Linked DNA regions of Gossypium hirsutum: region 1 is linked to region 2. Evidence: chromatin contacts called from public Hi-C data. All regions are on one chromosome and are shown on one strand. Each heading gives the region's core, a stretch centred on a gene start, on an enhancer-like site or on the middle of the called end of the contact. The rest is flanking DNA. Distances are from core to core; before and after follow the strand shown. Region 1 holds the start of LOC107885960. Region 2 has its middle 12 kb from the start of LOC107885963.

The links. Hi-C and Micro-C count contacts between places; a contact is called where the count stands out from the background.
Region 1: a contact with region 2 is called in a Hi-C map of leaf, with 2.9 times the contacts expected there. The contact joins the promoter of LOC107885960 here to the enhancer-like site in region 2. A contact is called at or near these places in 12 of 34 Hi-C or Micro-C datasets (anther, callus, fibers and 2 more).

Annotation. Positions count from the first base shown.
Region 1 is chrA03:7,009,554-7,014,816 of Gossypium_hirsutum_v2.1, reverse strand. It overlaps LOC107885960, which reads right to left and starts at 2,484. Exons shown (of 4, transcript XR_001680593.2): 1 at 1,967-2,484; 2 at 1-1,821.
Region 2 is chrA03:6,888,870-6,894,444 of Gossypium_hirsutum_v2.1, reverse strand. No RefSeq gene overlaps it. Among protein-coding and RNA genes, the nearest start is that of LOC107885963, 12 kb to the right of the region's middle. Within about 2 kb of position 1,639, at least 1 of the 9 cell types and tissues checked has an H3K27ac peak or open chromatin away from gene starts, as enhancers often do. A contact at or near this core is called in leaf, where this site is marked.

The sequences.
Region 1 (5,263 bases), core at 1,235-3,734, 120 kb before region 2:
ATAAATGCTCTACTACCTTTTGAAATGGCCATAACTGCTCCTCCATTTTGCAAATAGTTCCCTCTAATCTTCTCCTGCGATGGTTTCTTTCTACTGGCAGATTTCAAGAATTGGTCACTCATCAGTGGTGAGGAAGCTTTATAAGATTTAAAACTGAGATCAGGAGATTGCCGCAGTGTTTTCCATTTCTTGTGCTTAATATTCCAATCATCAGGTCTAACAGACAAATCCACAGAGAAATCTTCTCCTTGGTTTTCATTTTGCCAAAACAGTTCAGTGCGCTCAGATAAGTCAACTCGACTCCCTTGCAATGGCAGCGAAGGAATTCGGCCTTTTATAGACTTTATTTGATCTCCGGCTGCAAATAGTGGGTCGTTTTTGAAACGCTTGGACTTTTTGGCAAAATCATGAGATGTTCTCATATTAGGAGGCTTTGAAGCATACACTTTTGCCTCGGACAATTGATTCGCATTCCTATTCCTACCATAGGAAAGGAAATCATGCTTTGAAGACAAAGGCGAAGCCATGAAACTATCAGTGGCTAATTCTTCCCCTCTTAAAAGATTGTACTTCTTCCTTGCTCTCGAAGAACCAGATTTGCCCATGGAGCTATTACCGAGAGCATTTTGGTTTCGCTGAATACCTGTTCCAAACATTGGGTCTTCAGCATCATCTAACCTCATCCAATCCCTTGCCCTGAGTGCTGCAGACTCATATTTCTCTCGAGGAAGTGTTCCTGGCAAACCGTATGGCTCAGAATTCATATCTAAATCAGGGGAAAAGCGGCTGCCAAACTCTCTTGCAAAAGGAAGTTTTGACTCACCTGTCTTCAGTTTGCCTTTTGGATTCTGCTTCCTGTATTTTGATGGTTCCAAATCCATCAGTTGTCCTCGCGATGCAAACTCTAAATCTGGTTCAACCCCAAAGCCAGAGTAGCGACCTGATTTCTGTGGAGCTTTCCAGTCCTTAACTCTTTTGCTCCAAAAACCATCAACCAAATCCTCTCCATCAGAGGATGCAGAATCCTTATCTTCCAACTTCTCATACATCAAACTATTTTGACTTCTCATAATATTCAAAACACGAAGCCGCTCCTCAATACTGTATCCCCTACAATTAAGCCAAGCATCCCTCATTTGAATAAGATTGACAACCATAGTATTCTGATGCTTCCTCAGATGATGGTAATGCTGCCGCTTCCGAAAGAAATTCATGCCCTCCCTATAAAGTGCAACCCTCGGCTCACACAACCCTCCTTTCAACATATCAAACAAACTCTTAATAGGACTCCCAAAGTGAAGATTATTACCCTTAAAAATGTCGATCAAGGTCCGCATAAACGTATCCTGATCCATATCAGGTAAAAACTTAGTAAGGCTAAACCTCTCTTCATCACTTAAACATTCATTCCACACATCAAGAGACAAAATATCTTCCAATCCAGGAAGATCATATAACTCAAAAGGAACCAAACAGGTCGAGTTCCCGACTTGGCAAAATTCAGCCCCGGTTTCACCTAATTCCAACAAATCAAAGTCATCCGAACCTGCTCCTGAATCAGCATCATCGTCAAATTCATCATCAGAATCAACGGCTGACCCTGGACGTTGAAGCTCGTCCTCATCACCTGACACAGTCATCTCTCTACTACCAGGCGAAAACTCCGAATCAAAGGGTGAAACTTTGGAATTACTCTTCTCAATCGCCATCATAACCTTAAGCACCAAAAAAAGAAATTTCTAATCCTCAATTCTAACCAATTTAATATTTCAAAAAGAATTATTTTCACCGTTTTCGGAGTACAACGAATTCATCAGAAACCTAACAGAAACAAATAAAGGAAATAAATTCTCAAAATTTGAAATTACGAACTAAAAGAAAAACTGAAATACAGTAAAAATAATAAAATTGAAGAAGCAAAACAATATTCAAAAGAATATAAAAACATATATATGTATATGTATACCTCGTCCGAAAGGAAGTGAAGAAATATCAGCGGCGAAATTGAAGATTTGGAGATCTCCTTTTCTTCTAATTTTCTAATCAAGAAAAATAAGGAGGAAAAAAAGCAAAAAGAAAAAGAAGAAGAAAAAGAAGAGAGAGTTAAATCTGAGAAACCCTAAAGGGAGTTTTTGAAATAAAAGAGGAAGGAGATGAGGGGATCAGGGGAAGGGGAAGGGGGGAGTTGAAGAAGACGGAAGTGACGTGGAACGATGGGAGCCCTTGGATGGAAATTGCAGAGGAAAAGACGAAAAAGGGCATAGGGTTGAGGGGGGATGGGGGAAGAAAGAAAAGAGAGTGGAAAGGAACTTGACTGGACTTGACTCAGTGAGTTGCGTTCGTGCGGGAGAGAAAGAGGGAAAGGGGGAGGCAGAAGAAGAGAAAGGCTCGTGATTTAGCATTTAGGAAGTTTCCCGCCGTTGGATCTTGCCCCGCTTTAGGCGCTATTTGCCTCTTCGACGTCGTTTAAGTCCCTCAATTCCTTTTTCAATTTTATTATTTTTACCTTTTTCATTTTTTTGAAGCTTTAGACTACAGCGGAAAGGTGGTGGTAGTTAAATAGACGGTTATGTTTCTCATAAAAAGGAATTTATCTACTAAAATTATTATTTCCTAAATTTTATTTAATGTGGAATATAATATATTTCATGTATAAAGGATATGAAAAACAAATATTAATATTAAATAAATAAAATATGCAACAATGAAATTATAAACTTATTTTTTTATGTCTAAACCTTAATTTAATGTATATAAAGATTTAAGTTTGGGCACTAGTTAATTTTATTTAATAATAAAAATATTTATTAAGATTTATTTATTTATTTATTTTTATAGACTATATATATAATACAATAAAAATTATAATTTAAAAATAATAAATTTTAAATACAGTTTAGACAATGCATTAACGATGTCAATTAGAAAGAAAATAAAACAGCTATTTTATTTGAATTAAAAGCATAAATTTTTATATTATTTTTATCCAATAAAAAATAAATTTATATTATTTTGTTATCACTTTTTGAAACGGTAATTTATTGTTATCATTGATTCATATTGATATAGATTATTGAAAAAATATATAATTTTTATTATATCTTACAATTAATTGTTATTTTTTTTAAATATTAATTTATTGTTATCATTTATTCATATTAATAAAAATTATTGGAAAAATATATACTTATTTTGGTGGCATATTAAAGATTAACACTTATCTTACTAAAAAAATATTAACTTTTATCAAGCTTATTCTCTTAGCATAATGATAATTTTACTATAAAATAAATTATAAATGGTATGAAACAATCGAAGAATCTAACAAATTAAAATATACATTTATAGGAGCCCATGTGATGGCCTGATGGTCAAAGGGCTCACTGTCGTAAATGTGATTTAGATTCAACTCGCGCTAATTATGTTAATTACTCGAGTTTTATCTTATTATTGTAATTTTCTAAAAAAATATATGCATTTATAACGGCATGAGAAAGCTATTTCATCCGTCCACTAAACATCATAGTCCAAAAGGCTCCATTTTATAAGTTTGTACAAAACTAACAAAATTATACAATAAATTAAATATTTACTAAATTAAAATTAATATAACATCAAAATTAAATCCCAAAGTTGAAACTTAAAATTAAAAAAAATTAACATCACAGTTAAAATCCAAATTTAAAACCAAAATTATCTTAAATTTAAAATAAAAAATAAAATAAAAATAAAACATATGAAATGACTTTTTTTATTAGACATATAAAAGACATAAAAAAAACATGCAAAAATACTTAAATGTAAATATGTAAATAAAAAAATACTCTATGTATCAAAGAAAAAAATACTAAAATGAAATTATTTAAATGAAATAAGAACTTGAACATAACCATACAAAATACAACATGATCTACAATTAAATTAACCCAAAATTAAACTTTTAATATTAACTCTTCAAATTTCATTTTGTGACTGAGATTTTGACGTATTTCTTTTTTTTTTCTTTTTCACATTTCCTCTTATATATTTAAAAAAAAATCATTTTTCTCTATAACTCTTCTTCTCTTTCAATGAGATCATCTACCGCCAAATATGTACTATTCATCGCCATTTTTGACCCTTCATCCTCTGAAGATCTCTACTTTTTCATTGAGATCATCTATTGATTTGAGTCAAACTCTCTACTCGATATTCACCATGATATGACCACCTTTAAACACTTTTATGGCACCTATCAACTAAACCTCTTCAACTCTTGTGTTGGAAAAACAATGGGGTCGTTCGATTCCAATGTCTAGTAAAATATAGAATGAAATCTGCCAAAAATCGACAATGATGACATCATCTCTACTTTTTTGTAATGAACTCTACAATCTTCTATACTGAAAGGTACAATAAAATTTTTTTAAGAAAGAATGATTTATGTGTGAAATATTGTGGGATCGACCATATAGGAAGCTTTAAATATTTAAGCATGATTGTTTTAGTTAGTCAAGTTAACTGGTCAAGAAAAATGAATAAATTTGTCAAACTTTTAAATTGTATGTTTACCTAATTGAATATTTAATTTAAACATAAAATTAACTTATAATTTTAACTATAGATAATATATAATTAATCATGTAAATTAAATGAAAAAATAACTTTTTTTAAATTTCTATTTATCTAATTAAAATTTTATAAAACTTTTAAAATTTATGTTTATGTAATTAATATTTAAATTAAACATAAAACTAACATAAAATTTTAATTATTATATAATAAATAAATAAATTATTTCATCTAATTAACTATTTATTTTAAATATAGATATGTTTTTATTTAAAGATAATAAAAATTATAGAAATTATCTTTTGAATTAATATATAAATTACATAAAAAAAACATAATTGTGTCAATTGTTACAATTTTAGGGTACGTACCTTGTTATATTATATATATATATGATTTATGTTAAAAGATAAAAGAAAAAAATTGGGTTGTTTTTCTTAAGCAAATAAGTCCTGTGCCTGGTAAGTGCAATTAGTCTGTCCCTTACCTCTCCATTCAAACCTTTCAACCACTCTCCTCTATCGAGAATGGGTCTCTCACTACTGCCCTGTGGAAAACAAGTGTTGCTCTTCTGGTAGCCATTGTTTGCTTCATTGTTTCAGTATCATTTGCTTGGTCAATTTATTCCCACTTTACACACACTCTTTTTTTTTTTTTTGAAAGCATGCTTATGAAAAGATGAAAATTCTGGTTATTTTCTAATGGAAAAGTG
Region 2 (5,575 bases), core at 390-2,889:
TAGCGGTTCTCAGATTTGTCTAAGATCTTAAAAGAATAACAAAGGATAAAAAAAAAAAAACTGAAGAAATGGGTGTGATTGTTGGAGCCATCAACAGCACATTTGGGGAGGCATTTCTGTCGTCATTTATGATCTTTTCTGTCTCTATCCAGAACCTGTCATGTACTTGGAATCACCAGGCACTAAAAGTTTGAATCCATGCGTCATTGTGACGATGCTCATAAATTCAGGCTCACATATGATCATCAATTCATATATTGGTCCACTGACTTCCATATTTTATTATCTCATTTTCACATTAAATCTGCTTGAAATATGATTCTTTTTTTTTTTAGATAATCTTACCTGTCTGTGCCTCACAAACAGCACTTGTAAGTCACTGAACAAATTTTCGGCACCTCAAATTGCAGCTTAAGGGAGGGTCGCCACCAGGTTCTGATAAAAGTGATGAACCATGTGTCCAACTATATACATATACACACACATTGATCTGAGTTTCATCATTCATGTTATGGATTCTTGATAATATGTTGGCCTGGGGATGGGCTGATGAACCGGCATGTGTTACTCGGTCTCGTATAACATTGGCATTGTCGGCCAGAGAGGTTCTCTTGTTTTGGCACATGTTCATATATATCGTATGGCTGAGAGCAACTGTATAAGTTCCCATTAGCCAATCCCTACAAGGAAGTTGTTATCACCTTTGATGAACAATGATGACCTAGCTGGCTGGAATCTACATTGACTTGTGCGAATCCTTTGGCAAAAACATAATACAAAATACATTAAATTGCATAAAAGTGGTTCCAATATCTATCCTGAGGCAACAATTATTAGGCAGGCCCTCCACCATTAAATGGACTTGTTTCCAGGACCATTATATGCTTATGTATATGTATAATTGCTCTGCCAATGGTATTGAAATGTTATAATGTGATGTCGTCACCATGGATTACATGTATCATATAGGTATTTAATTCAATGCTGAACTACTTGCCATTATACGTACATTGAAGTTGATGGTGAAGACTGACAAGACATACCCTTCGACATAGCTAACCCTAAACCATAATATGCTTTTTAGAATATGAACTATCATCTAATAGCTCAATGAACCACAAAAGGTTGATAAAACAGTTCTTTTCTTTTTTCCTTTGCAGTAGTAGGTCTTGGAACTTACCCCTTGTCTAAAGAACCAAACCTGCCATGGACCTGATGGAACAATGTTTGAAACTTTCAGTCAATAACGGTTCTTCTGCAATGTCAAGTTGACAACTACAGAATTGGTCGATCAAACCATGTTTTACACCAAGTGATTTCCTTTTAACTACACAGTCCCCCACTTGAAAACATTATGGTGGGCAGTGGAACAAAAGTAGAAGTGCTTCCTTTGTTGTTGGCCACTTGAGGTGAGCAATGGAACACTGTTGGTGATAATGATCCAATATCTATTCAATAATTATTTCATTGATTCATGTGATATTAAGAGAATAGCCACTTGAGGTGCCTGAATCTGTGAAGCCCCAAGAAATTTTATGAGACAATGAAATCTCTGTTGCTTTCTTGGGTACTTCAATAAAGAATTAAAGACACCTGAATGGGTCCCAAGGGACTACATGTATGAAGTAAAGACAGTGTTTGTGGGCTTTCTAAATTCCTTTTTTATGACTGGTTTGGAGAGCATTTGGCCCATATCATGTGTTCGGCTATTATAGAAGTTATTTCCAAACCAATTTGGGCTTGGATTTGTTTTATTATCTTTTTGTTTTTAGGTTAAAATATGTTGTTAGTCTCTGCATTTTGACAATATTTAAGAATTAGTTCTTATATTTAAAAGGTTAAAAATCAAATCCTCTTACTTTTTTATTTAGAAATCTCAGTTCAGTCAATAAATTTGCAAATCTTTTTTGTCAGAATTTGTTAACTTGAAATTTTAATTAGGTTGTCTTTGTATGATGTGACAGATGATTGACAGAAAATAAACATGAAAACAAATATAGTAAATTGAAAATTTTTGACAAAAACTACCATTAAGGATAATTTGGACTAGTATTTTTATTTTAAAAAGTTAAAGGACTGAATTCTTACTTTTAAAGTACAGTGATCAAATTTTAATTTGTATACAAGTATAAGGACTAATAGCATATTTTAACTAAAAATGATTATTTTTCATAAAAGATATAAACCTAAGCTCAATTAACTTTGTTGCTATTATAACATATCGAAATACGTAGATTTCAATATGCTTAAACGTGGAATTTCCTCCACTTAAGGAATTGAGGAAGTTATAGGTAGGTCGAAAATTGTATAAAATTAATTTCAAATATAAACAATAATTAGAATATTATAATTTAAACCTTGTGTCAAATTAATTATTAATATGTAAAAAAAAAGTGAAACTTTGAAATATTCATATAGTTTTACTATTAAATAAAAACACATAATGATGTCAAATATTTTCAAACTTAAATTATTTACGTCCAACTATAAATTTTGGCTAAAATAGGTAATAGATGCTTTTTTTTTGTTAATTGGCCTCGTTTTTAAGGATTTTTAGGGCTAGGGCTGATTTTAAGGTTAGGGTTTTGGGGTTTAAGTTTTAAGGTTTTTATTGGGTTTAAGGTTTCGAAGGTGAAACCGTGAAAGTTTATAAGTAGATTTGAAGGGCTGAGGATGTGATAACGCGTCTCAGAACATATACATTTCATATGTCATGCCGAGATAGAACCATTACCTCAGACACTCATTCTATGAAAATGGGGTTCCGAGAAGATAGTGCTTGATACGGTCACGAGTCAAAGTCCCAGTCGACGGTCGTTATGCGGTCATGGGTTTTAGTATAACTGAGGGTCAATTGACGGTCGTTATGTAGTCATGAGTTCAAGCTTTTTGGATACTTGTAAATGATGCCTTATATATATCACACATAAGATTGAGGTCATAATCATAGGGAAAAACGAAAGGCTTTTCAGTGTAATCAACATAAATTTTTTCTCTATTTCCAGGCAATTGGTATCTTTTACCTTTTATTCTTATTCAAAAGTTGACACTAAGGTGGACACAAGATGACTCTCAAGTGGAGAGAGGATGTTCTAGTGGAGTAAAGGTCAAACTTGGATCATTGTTGCAGTGATTGTAGTTATTAATAAGTTGTTTAATAATGACAACTATTGTCGCCCCGAAAGAAGAATCACCTTTACTCCAACATAATAGTCGTTGCCTATCTGAGAGTCCTTCTACGTCCATGACAGTGCTGGCCTTCGAATAGAAATAAAGGTTAAAGATATCAACTGCGTGAAAATGGAGAAAAATTTACACTGATTATAGTGAAAAGCCCCTCAGTTTTTTTCTATTATTATGCCCTCAAAATTCTGTATGGTATTTATAAGGCCACATCTCTAGGTATCCAAAAAGTTTGAACTCGTGTCTACATAACGATTTTAAACTGGCTCCCAATTTAGACTTCAATACATGACCTCAAACGATCTTTGACCGAGATATCTATATAGATTGTCACCCATGATTATATAAAGCACCATCACCCTGGAACACGTATTCTACAGGATATGTTTTAAGGTAATGGTCCCATCTCGAGACGATATATGAAATATGTGTCTCAGAGTGATATTGCATCACCGACAACTCAAGAATACCTCAAACAGGAATAAATATTATCGATGAAAATTTTGAACACTGAAACGAAGAAGAAAACCAAGAAAGAAATATTGTAAAGTACAGGGATAATGGTCGAGAAAGATGATGGGTTTATGGATGATAGAGTATGGAGGGAGAGCCCCCTTTCTATAGCATGGGAGAGGGTAAGATTGAAAATAAAAAATAACATGTGGTTGAAAACGTGTCATAAAAGAGACGTTTTCATTGAATATTTGAAAGAGGTGCCTCAAATCTTACCAGGGATTCTCGGGCTCAAGGCACATTGGCAGGTTTTGAATGGTGGTGGAAAGAAATCACGTCCAGCTGGATGAGCTTTCTTGCTTACATGTTAGGGAAAGCGTGACTAGCTAGATACGTTTTTTTTTAGTGGAAAGCGCGTCTAACTAGGTGTGCTTTCCCTGACATGTCAGCAGGAAATCTCGTCCAACTAGACGCGTATTCTGTCACCACCTTTCAAAGTCTGCCAAGGTGCCCTGCCCCTAAGAATCCCAGGCACTTTTCAAGTACACTGAAGGCCCCTTCAAGCATGCATCTACTAAAATTGATTTTGCTGAAATGCATTTTCAAGCACAAAAGACCTTTTCATTATTATTCGATGAAAACACATCTGTTGAAACACATTTTCAAGCATGCATTCCCTCCCAACGCGTTCTTTTTTTCCATTAAACTACCAAAGTACTTAATACTAAAACACAAGCAAGTCTATTCATTTTTGAAGTGTTGCATTGTGAGCGTCGTTTCCTTTTTTTCTTTTTAGCCAACCATCTGTGGATTTTTTGTTCTAAATATTTATTTTATTTTTAATTGAAACAAGTCAACAAGTGAAATCTGTAATTTATTACTAAGGTCAAATTTGCAATACAGATTTCGGGTCGTATTTGCAGGAGCACAGTCTATGGACTTGACTTTTAATCATACTATTCAATTCTGTGAGCTACGACCAAGGATTAAAGAAAAGCTGGGGGTTTAAGTCGGGGAAGAATTTTGAGCTTGAAATGTAGATATCTGGCATTATTGGACCTTTGCAAGTATGAGTTATTTGATGTGAAAGGTGAGCTGGAGCTAGAGGCGGTCATAGATTCGCACTGCTCAAGTGGAAATGCTATAATGGAGTTATATGTCGAGTTTTCTTAAATTGATAGAGTTGGTCCATCTTCAACCAATGTAGCGGCTAATGCAGGAACCAAAGTAGAAGCAGAAAGTCCTATGACATGGTTGTGTGGTGGGTTCACTATTTTATTACAAAGCTCTCATTATGATGTCCCCGAATCATTAATCATAAGACATTCTTCGACTTCAAGCACAGATTTTAACTTCAATGGCCATTCCGTCTATCAGTCAAGGTATGAGCATAACCCAAACCTTGACACCTGGGCATGACATTCAGTCAATGCATTCAATTTCAACTTCGGCGGTTTAATGTCCTAGGATAGAAGCACTTATACCGGTATGCCATCAACCTACATCGGTTGGTAATTCGATGTAGATTTTAACTATAACATGGGGTATAGAATAACTGAGGATTTACTTCCTACGTTCGGGTTCGGAGAGGGTACATTGAACCCTTTAGTTGAAGATGACAATGAAGATGCAGATAAGGAAAAAGATGCATGCGCGGACAAAGGGGCAGTGAATGTTGTTCACGAATCTAAATCTAATCTGATCCAATTCGGTAGTTTCAGCCAGATGGTTCAGAAGTAGCACTTTTTTCTAAACCAGAACAGGTTCTAACTGAGCCAAAACCTTGCGGTTTTGACGATGACAGTTCGAATAATGCTCTAAATCCAGATCTGTGGTTCAGGGCATATAAACCTCCACCTCATATGCATAATGTTGACCTCTCCATTGAGGGTGGTTTAAAGTTCCCGCAACTCTTGCGCAGAAGACTTGACCCTGCAAG